2 separate regions of the Columba livia genome follow, and region 2 is linked to region 1. The links are chromatin contacts, called in public Hi-C maps. All regions are on one chromosome and are shown on one strand. Each heading gives the region's core, a stretch centred on a gene start, on an enhancer-like site or on the middle of the called end of the contact. The rest is flanking DNA. Distances are from core to core; before and after follow the strand shown. Region 1 holds the start of OPTN (optineurin). Region 2 holds the start of CDC123 (cell division cycle 123).

Region 1 (4,323 bases), core at 1,463-3,962:
AAAGACTGTTTCCATGGCTCAGCTGCCGCAAGGGAATTTCTTAAGTAACTTGATTGAATCTGAGCCCTCGGACACAGAGCTGACCGATATCTATTTTCACAAACAAATGTTATGGAGTGGCTTGGGGAAAGCCAGACACTTTCATACGTCTTACCTCGAAATATTTACCATCTGTGCAGTACAGCAAAGATAGATGACTTACTCATAACTCAGCCCAGCAGTTGAGACCACTTGACGGAGAGTTAGAACAGAAGTTTCCTTCCTTCGCAGAGTCAACACGCTCCACTCCTGCATGTTACCTATGACCTGCAGAATGGACAAAACAAATTCATCACATGAGACTGTGGTGAAAAAAAAAAAAGATCTGAATAAAATAAATGGGCTCAAACAATTGTTTGCTCTGATGTATTCCCACAATGCTGATCTGCAACACGAGTTTTGTGCAAACACTTTAATGTTCCTTAGACAGAAGTAATTTTTCCTTTTATGTAAAAAACTTATCTCATTTTTCATTCTTCACGAGGCCTCTTTGGTTATTTCTTTCCCTCCCATAACTAAAAGAACTTTGATTTTGCTTTGGCTTTCAAAAAGCAAAATGTTTCATTCCAATGAGAATCAGATACATCACTTCTGATTCCAAGCAACCCACTTCTATTTTACAACTGCAAGCAAGGACGGTGCTTGCATTTGGATTTCTTCAAAGAATTGCAAGATACATAGATCTTATTGGCAGTGAAGCACACATCAAAATGCTAAACTGCTCCCCTAAACCTTAGACATTTGCTAATTAAGATCCGTTCCCAAAAATGAACTCTGGGTACTACAAACAGATCTGGGATTACTGTGAGAAAAAAATAGCAATCTGGAGTGTAATAAAACAGCAAATGCTTCTTTAAATTCCTCTGACAAATGAAAAAAGTTGTTCTTTCTTTGCTGCACACGCAGCAAGGCCCTGCAGTTTGCAAGAACTTAGCTCAGAGCTCAAATAAAAAGCCACGACAAGCTGCTCGTATTTCTGTCCCTCATTCTCACAGAAGCTACTTTTATTGCTGCTCTAGCTCCTGTACACTTCTGTGTAACGTACCAGCCATGGATGCAGGGATGGAAGACAACAGTAATTCAGAGATCACACTCCCTCAAGCAGAGAAAATGTCAGTGTACCTACAAGGTGCTGGGTTCCCTTTGTCAGCAGTGTAAGCAGAAAGCACATGGATAACCCTGCTATCAGACCTGTTCTTTACCACGCAGGGGGTCCTAAGTGTCTGCTGGTTTTATTTCTAGGGAGATTTGTAACCTGCACCCTCAATTTGGATGTTGAAGCTCCTCAGCTGTAAAAGGATTGCTCCCTGTCAGCATCCACCACCTGTCCTCTGTCACACTGGGGAGCTCCTGGCTGCAGTGCTTGGAGGGCAGCTGGGGAGACCATCCACAGAAGGGCATGACTTCACCTTACAGCTGACAGTTCACAGCTCCTAGAAGATATCAAAGCAGCATTTTCAAACCAAAAGGGCTTATTTTCAAGCTATGTGTGTTTTGTGGGTTTTTTTTGTTGTTTTTTTTTTTATAAAAGAGTGATATTTTACACATAGAAAGCTGACATTTTAGCTAAAATGGCATTTTTTCCCATTGAAAACAAAGGAACAAAAATATCATAGCTGGCCCTATTACCAAAGAACAGGCACTGTGGGGTAATTCCCACCCATCATTCTGCTCAGGACAGTCATTCGGATGAACTGCCCCAACTAACTCCGTCCATGGGAATCACACATTTAAGGCCTTCCCAGCTCAGACACTGCATCCAGCTCATTTAACAGCCCTTATGGGTGACACCCCCATAGCGTGGCAAATCCCATCCCAATTAATCTGATCGCGTGGCAATAATCACTAAAACATCATTACGCCCTGTGCAAAAGGTGCTCCCTTTCGTTTGCCTCACACTCACTGTCTGATCTCATCTTTTAGGCCTTGTGCAAAAAGAAGCCTTTCCTAATCATACAAGAGTTTGGGTTGGAAGGGACTTTCAAAGCTCATCCAGTGCCACCCCGCCATGAGCAGGGACATCTTCACCCATATCGGGTTGCTCAAAGCCCCGTCCAGCCTGGCCTGGGATGTCCCCAGGGACGGTTCATCCACCACCTCTCTGGGCAACCTGGGACAGCGTTTCACCACCCTCAGGGTAAAACATTTCTTCCTTTTGTCTAGGCTGAATCTGCCTTCCTCTAGTCAAAAACCATCATCCCTTGTCCTGCCATAACAGGCCCCACTAAAAAGTCTGTCCCCATTTTTCTTATTGGCCTATTTTAAGTACAGAAAGGCCACAATAAGGTCTCCCTGGAGCCTTCTCTTCTCCAGCTGAACACCCCAACTCTCTCAGCCTGTCCTCCCAGCAGAGCTGTTCCAGCCTCGGATCATTGCCGTGGCTCCTCCGGCCTCTCTCCAACAGGTCCACACAACCATCCCTCTTGGTGCTGCTCTCTGCTCCACCATATGCTCCAGTCACTCCTTCTTCTCAAATTTGAATGAAACATTTTGCTTCTTGAAAGCCAAACGGATCCAGTGCAGATCCATCGTTTCCCCCTGACAGGCCCTGTGCTCCCCACACGACCTTGCTTCATCTTGGGGGATTTTACTTCAGTTCCCGCTCGGCTGGCCGGCCGGGGCGGGAAGCGGGGGGAGCGTGAGGGAAGGCGGGCGCTGTGTGCCCGGGAGACGGCGAGGGCAGCGGAAGCACAACCAGCACCGGGAGCCCCGCAACCCGGGCTGGCGGTGGGCGGGAAGGCCGGAGCTCGGGAAGTCCCCGCGGAGGAGGAGGAGGCGGGGCCGGGCAGTCAGCTGAGCCGGGCCGCCGCCGCTGCCATGGGCGCTCCGTGAGGGGGGTGAGCGGGGAGCGGCGGTGGCTGCCCCTGAAGGGAGCCTGGCGCGGGGGAACGGCGGGCGGGGGCCGCTTTCGCTGCCGGGGGCCGTGGGCGGGTTCGCCCGCTGACTCGGCGACTTCAGGCTGGGCCTGCGCCGGGGAAGGGCGAGCGGGAAACGCCGGTTTGCGGCGCCCGGAGGCCGCCCCCGGGAAGGGGGTGGTGATGGCGTGGGACGGGGCGGCCGTGACTGGGCAGAGGCGGGTGTCTCAGCCGGTACCGCGCCAGGGTGCCGGTTCTGTGGTGGAGAAGAAAAAAAAAGGGACAAGAAAGCGAAAATGAAAGTTAAAAGTGCGCGGAAATGTGATCTCGGCGTGAAACGCAGCGTCAGGGGGGCGAGCGGGGCCTGTCCGGGCCGGGCGGTGTCCAAGGGCGAGAGCTGCCGAGCACTGTCAGGCAGCGGACGCCCAGGGCTGGTGAGGGAAAAACGGGAGAGTGGGTGAGACAGGGGCGGTGGTTGTTTCATCCCCAGAGAAAGGGGCTCCCCAGGAAGGGTTGGTTAGCCCGAGAGACATCTCTGTTTCATGCAGTCCTGTCAGGGGTTAATGGGATATGGAGACTTAGAACACCCTGATGTAGCAGGGTCAGAGGGGTGGTTGTGTGTTATGATAAGACGCGCGGCTTGCTTGTCTGAATAAAACGAGGGTATGATTATGCTTTCTTTATAAACACTGGGCAAGAAATTGAGACTTTTCCTTTTGCAAACCGTGTAGTAGACACCTCAGAGATGTCCTACAAGTTGAAGAGCCGTCCTGCTGAAAATGGAGAGCGTCCCAGGAGCAGAATGGAAAACAGAACAGACAGCATGGCTGCCCCCACCCTTAGTACCTACACCCCAGAAGAGATGGTACAACAGATGAAAGAACTGATCACTGAGAACAATGAGCTAAAAGGTGAACGTGCATGTGAACTGATCTTGAAATGCAAAAGCCCCAGGCTGCTTCTGTGGAATTTTTTTTTGTCCTATGAGTATTCAGTCCTCATTTGCCATTGCTGGATAACATTTTGTACCAGGGTAGCATTTGCTGTATAAGTCACTCTGCAAGTGGCAAGGCCAGTTTGACAGAGTACATCGAACTGAATCAATATGGAAGATTGGTGGGAGAACAGCCCAATTTATAGGTGACTTATTTGCTCCAGAATTACACATACGAGTAGTATAGCGCTGCATATTTTAGCAGATAAGGTGAAAAATCTCGTAGTATGATATGCTTTTTGCTCATCAACCTCTAAGAGCTTTTTTGCTTTATATTTTGGGACTGGTGGGCAGCTCCGCTACAGACAAAGTTTTGCCGTAGCTGCATCAGGAGGTGTGGGTACCGCAGTGCCCAGAACAGTTTGGGTTGGGGTGCTGTCTGAAAGGGGCTGTGGAGGGGAATTGGAGCAGGTTGTCCTACAGTGTGTGTAGTAA
Region 2 (4,359 bases), core at 1,084-3,583, 390 kb before region 1:
CTTCTGTGTTTGGAAAGAATTATAGCCTTTTGATTGACAATCTAAACATATCAAGAGAGTAGACAGTGAATCATATCCTTGTTAAAATTGTTTTTAATTTATCTGAGTAAGTCTTCCTCTTTTGGTTTCCACTCACAGAAATCCTGTTCCATTGATCACACTAATCCTTCTACATCAACTTGCAAGTATCAGTGTATCTTTCTCAAACCCAGATTACCACAATTGTACCCTAAATTCCACAAGCAGGTACAGTAATGGTTTGTACAGCAATAATAATACTTCACTGGATCAGTTACAAACATATACTAGAACCTCAGCTTATGGCAGAGGCTCTTTTCAAGACAGCTCACTCTCCTCTGCAGTGCAGAGATTCAAGGGTGGCTTGTGATTTAAAATGAGAAAAGAAATTATACAGCCTCAGTGGTTTGAATTATCACTGACATCTCAAAGAGCTGAAAACTAAAACCAGTAAGACTCATCTACATCAGTTTCTGTAGTTTTGATCTCCTCCACAGGTGGGTGCAATAACTCCATGTATAAGTGACACTTTTAAAAGTTCCACCAAAAAAGTATTTTTTTTTCCAAATTCTGTTGACTGCACAGAAGTGGGAATTTCTGCTGTTAGAAAGAAATACCATTTGGTTAAATGAAGGCTGCAATTCTGTTATTTCACATTAGTCATACTGTCAAAGGTGGCAACACCTTTCACTCATAAACAAAATCAGCTGCAACTGAACATTAAACTGAACACTGCCACGTCAGGCTTCAGAACTGACCTTGTCTCACAGCTCTCAGACAGGAAGGTTCTTCTCTCTCATAAAACTACCACTACATCATTTTAGTTAAAAATGCAACACAGCTCGCACAGCAGCCTGGCTGACTTACGATTACATTAATATACATTTCTAGCAGTTATCCATGCAATTTAATGAATACGTCAAAGCGCCCACATTTATCAGCCTCCTTAGCAAAAATCAACAGCACTATACTGAGCTATAAATGATAGAAAAACAAAGTTTGTCCCACTTCTGCCTTCTCTGATGACTTTTTATGACTAGTGTTCCAGGCTATTGCTAGCACTCCATGCTACTCATGCAATTTCTTTCATGTGGGGGTCAAACTCACACCTGAAAAGGGCATCCCATTTATAAAAAGCATAACTTTATTCCAATTGCTTATTCCCTTGTTGAGTGGTTTCCTTCCAAGGCAACATCCAACATTTCTACGGTTTCCAAATTACCCTCTCGGGAGTTAAAATCTCAAGCCAACTGAGGCCTGTGAACCAGCTTAGAGAGCAGCCAAGCTAATAGTGCTTTACATGAACCTATCCAAGTCATGATAGGTGGATTTTGAAAAGGTATATTCTTGATGCAAACTACGGATCCCAGCTGACGGCAACCAGATTTAATGGGAGCTCAGCAGTGGTGTCCTAAGGCAAGCTCGAGATAAAATGTAATACAGAGTTTCTTATAAAGAACGTGCAAAACTGGCACAATTTTACCAACAGCATACTAAAGTACACAAGCTGAAGATCAACATCACTAAAAGCTCCCGAGTCACTCTAAACTCGTTACCATCAGTCAGTGCGCTTGCATTTCAACAGTAAGATTCTAGCAATGCAATCAGTTAATTAGCAGAAGTTGATGGGAGAAAGGGAGAAGGAAGAAACAAGGAAAAAACATTTCATTTTTGTCACAGTATTTAGCAGGAATTTGCTCAAAACCAAATAAAATATGGAAAAATAACTGGCCCTCGCCGTGCAGAACAAACAACAACAAAGACGATCTGGCAGAAGCAGAAGCGGGTTAGTGGCATCTCCGTATTGTTATTAATAATATCAACCTTCCAGACAAGTGATGTGTGAGAGGCCTTGAGGAGACAGCCCGAACCCGCAGATACGAGGAAAGGACCAGATGGGAACGACTCGGTTCTCCACACAGGTGCCACTCGGGCAGAACCTTAAAAGGAATATATTGTTGTTATTGTGTGACTGTCTGCAAAATGAAATGAATCCCAGGCCTGCTCGGAGAAAGAGAGGCAGCTCCGTTACACCGCTGAGGAAAACTGACACGAGCACACGCAAAGGGAGGAAACAAAACCTGCTGGGCGGGAAACACCCGCCGCTCCCCTCAGGGCACCGCGCTCCCCCGCGAACCGCCCGCCCGGGCCGCGCACACGTACGGGGCCGGCACAGCGAGCCCAGCCGCTGAGGGGAGCGGTACCGGGAGCGATGAGGTCGGGGCGGCCGGGAGCGGAGGTGGCGGTGACTGAGGTTACGTGAGGTAAGGCGGGGCGGGGCCGCTCTACGCCCGCCGAGGCGGGGCCGGGTGCGCCGGCCATGGCGGGCCGGGCGGCGGCGGGAGCCGCGGGAAAGGTTCCGGGCGGAGCGGGAGCTTCCGGGAGCAGCGCGGAGAAACGGGCCGGACCGAGCGGGGAAGATGAAGAAGGAGCAGGTGGTGCACTGCCAGTTCTCCGTGTGGTACCCGCTGTTCCGGGCCGTCACCATCCGCAGGTGAGGGGAGCGCTGTGGGGCTGGGGCAGGCCCGGCCCTGGCGCTGTGGGGCTGGACTGGAGGCTGGGCCGGGAGGAGCGGGTGTGTGGGCGAAGGCAGGGAGGAGTGTGAGCCAGCGTGTGCCGAGGTGGCTAAAAAGGCCAACAGCATCCTGGCCTGTGTCAGAAATAGTGTGGCCAGCAGGACTAGAGGAGCGATTGTGCCACTGTACTGGGCACTGCAGAGGCCGCACTTTGAATACTGTAATCAATTTTGGGCCCCTCGTCATAAGAAGGACATTGAAATACTAGAGAGAGTGCAGCAGAGGCAACGAAGCTGGGGAAGGGTCTGGAGCACAAGTGTGATGGGAGCGGCTGAGGGACCTGGGGGGTTCAGCTGGAGAACAGGAGCTGAGGCGAGGACCCTCAGTTCCAGAAGGACAGGGATCTGGAGAGAGTCCAGCACAGGGCAACAAAGATGCTGAAGGGAGTGGAGCATCTCCTGTGTGAGGAAAGGCTGAGGGAGCTGGGGCTCTGGAGCTGGAGAAGAGGAGACTGAGGGGTGACCTCATTAATGTTTATAAATATATAAAGGGTAAGTGTCAGGAGGATGGAGCCAGGCTCTTCTTGGTGACAAACAATGATAGGACAAGGGGTAATGGGTACAAACTGGAACACAAGAGGTTCCACTTAAATTTGAGAAGAAACTTCTTCTCAGTGAGGGTGACAGGCACTGGAACAGGCTGCCCAGGGAGGTTGTGGAGTCTCCTTCTCTGTAGACATCCAAAATCCACCTGGACACCTTCCTGTGTAACCTCATCTGGGTGTTCCTGCTCCAGCAGGGGGATTGGACTGGATGAGCTTTCGAGGTCTAAATGCACCCAAATCAGGTGGCTGACTTGGTGTTTCTGTGTATTTCTGGAAGCTGTAGCAAATTCGGCAGTTTCTAAGGTGCTGCTGCAGGTCACAAGGTGGTTATGAGAGCTACCAGCAACTCAGCAAAGTCAAGCTCAAGTTTGTTGCCCGGTTGGATCAAAAAGTGCTGATATCGGTCTTTTAGTGATCAGACCATTTCACAGAATCACAGAATGTCCTGAGTTGGAAGGGACCCACAAGGATCATCGAGTCCAACTCCTGTCCCTGCACAGGACAAGCCCACAGTTCACACCATGTGTCTGAGGGTGTTGTCCAGTCTCTTCTTGAACACTGTCAGGCTTGGGGCCGTGACACCTCCCTGGGGAGCCTGTTCCAGTGTCCAGCACCCTCTGGGTGAAGAACCTTTTCCATTTAATATTTCATGGATTTTAGTGTTTAGTGCGTGCATATTTTTGGTAAGTTTAGTGATAGTCTTGCGTTTTTGGAGTGTTTGGGTGGTATAGGCAAATTTTGGTTTGGATCTCAAGAGGGGAAATGTTTAGTTTGAGCAACATGATGTCTCCTCACTGGTCATGCACCCTGTTTCTTTGAATTTCTTAGAGCTTTCAAGGAATGGGGCATTATTTTGCATTTCGTCTAAAATTTTTGTCTCTTTCTCTTCTACTTCCCTAGAGGGAAAATGGGCATTGCTTTTTGGGAAGGGATGAGAAGGGAGAAAGAGGAATGTTTTTTTTCATAGTTTTAGATACTAAAATATACCTTTATTGAGTTATATCCTATTAAAAAGCAAGTTATTTTTATTCAGCTCTTGTTATTATTTAAATAAGTAATATTAATAATAAATCATTAAAGATTTTTTTATGTTTCTTCCAGCGTTATACTTCCCCTGCCAGATAATGTGAAAGAATATTTGCTGGATGATGGAACACTTGTGGTTTCTGGAAGGTAAAGAGTATTTTCCCCCCTCCCTCCAAGAATTAGTGCTATTTTATA

What was found. Hi-C and Micro-C count contacts between places; a contact is called where the count stands out from the background.
Region 2: a Hi-C map of liver shows a contact between it and region 1, with 3 times the contacts expected there. The contact joins the promoter of CDC123 here to the promoter of OPTN in region 1. A contact is called at or near these places in 2 of 2 Hi-C or Micro-C datasets (crop and liver).

Annotation. Positions count from the first base shown.
Region 1 is chr1:204,540,698-204,545,020 of bColLiv1.pat.W.v2, reverse strand. OPTN (optineurin) reads left to right here and starts at 2,712. Exons shown (of 14, transcript XM_065049279.1): 1 at 2,712-2,876; 2 at 3,626-3,805. The coding sequence starts at 3,640. LOC110364575 (a long non-coding RNA gene) reads right to left here and starts at 2,740. Exons shown (of 3, transcript XR_002423448.2): 1 at 2,606-2,740; 2 at 203-306.
Region 2 is chr1:204,931,126-204,935,484 of bColLiv1.pat.W.v2, reverse strand. CDC123 (cell division cycle 123) reads left to right here and starts at 2,333. Exons shown (of 12, transcript XM_065050183.1): 1 at 2,333-2,512; 2 at 4,240-4,311. The coding sequence starts at 2,439. It overlaps NUDT5 (nudix hydrolase 5), which reads right to left and starts at 2,359. Exons shown (of 11, transcript XM_065050181.1): 1 at 2,223-2,359; 2 at 1,843-1,958.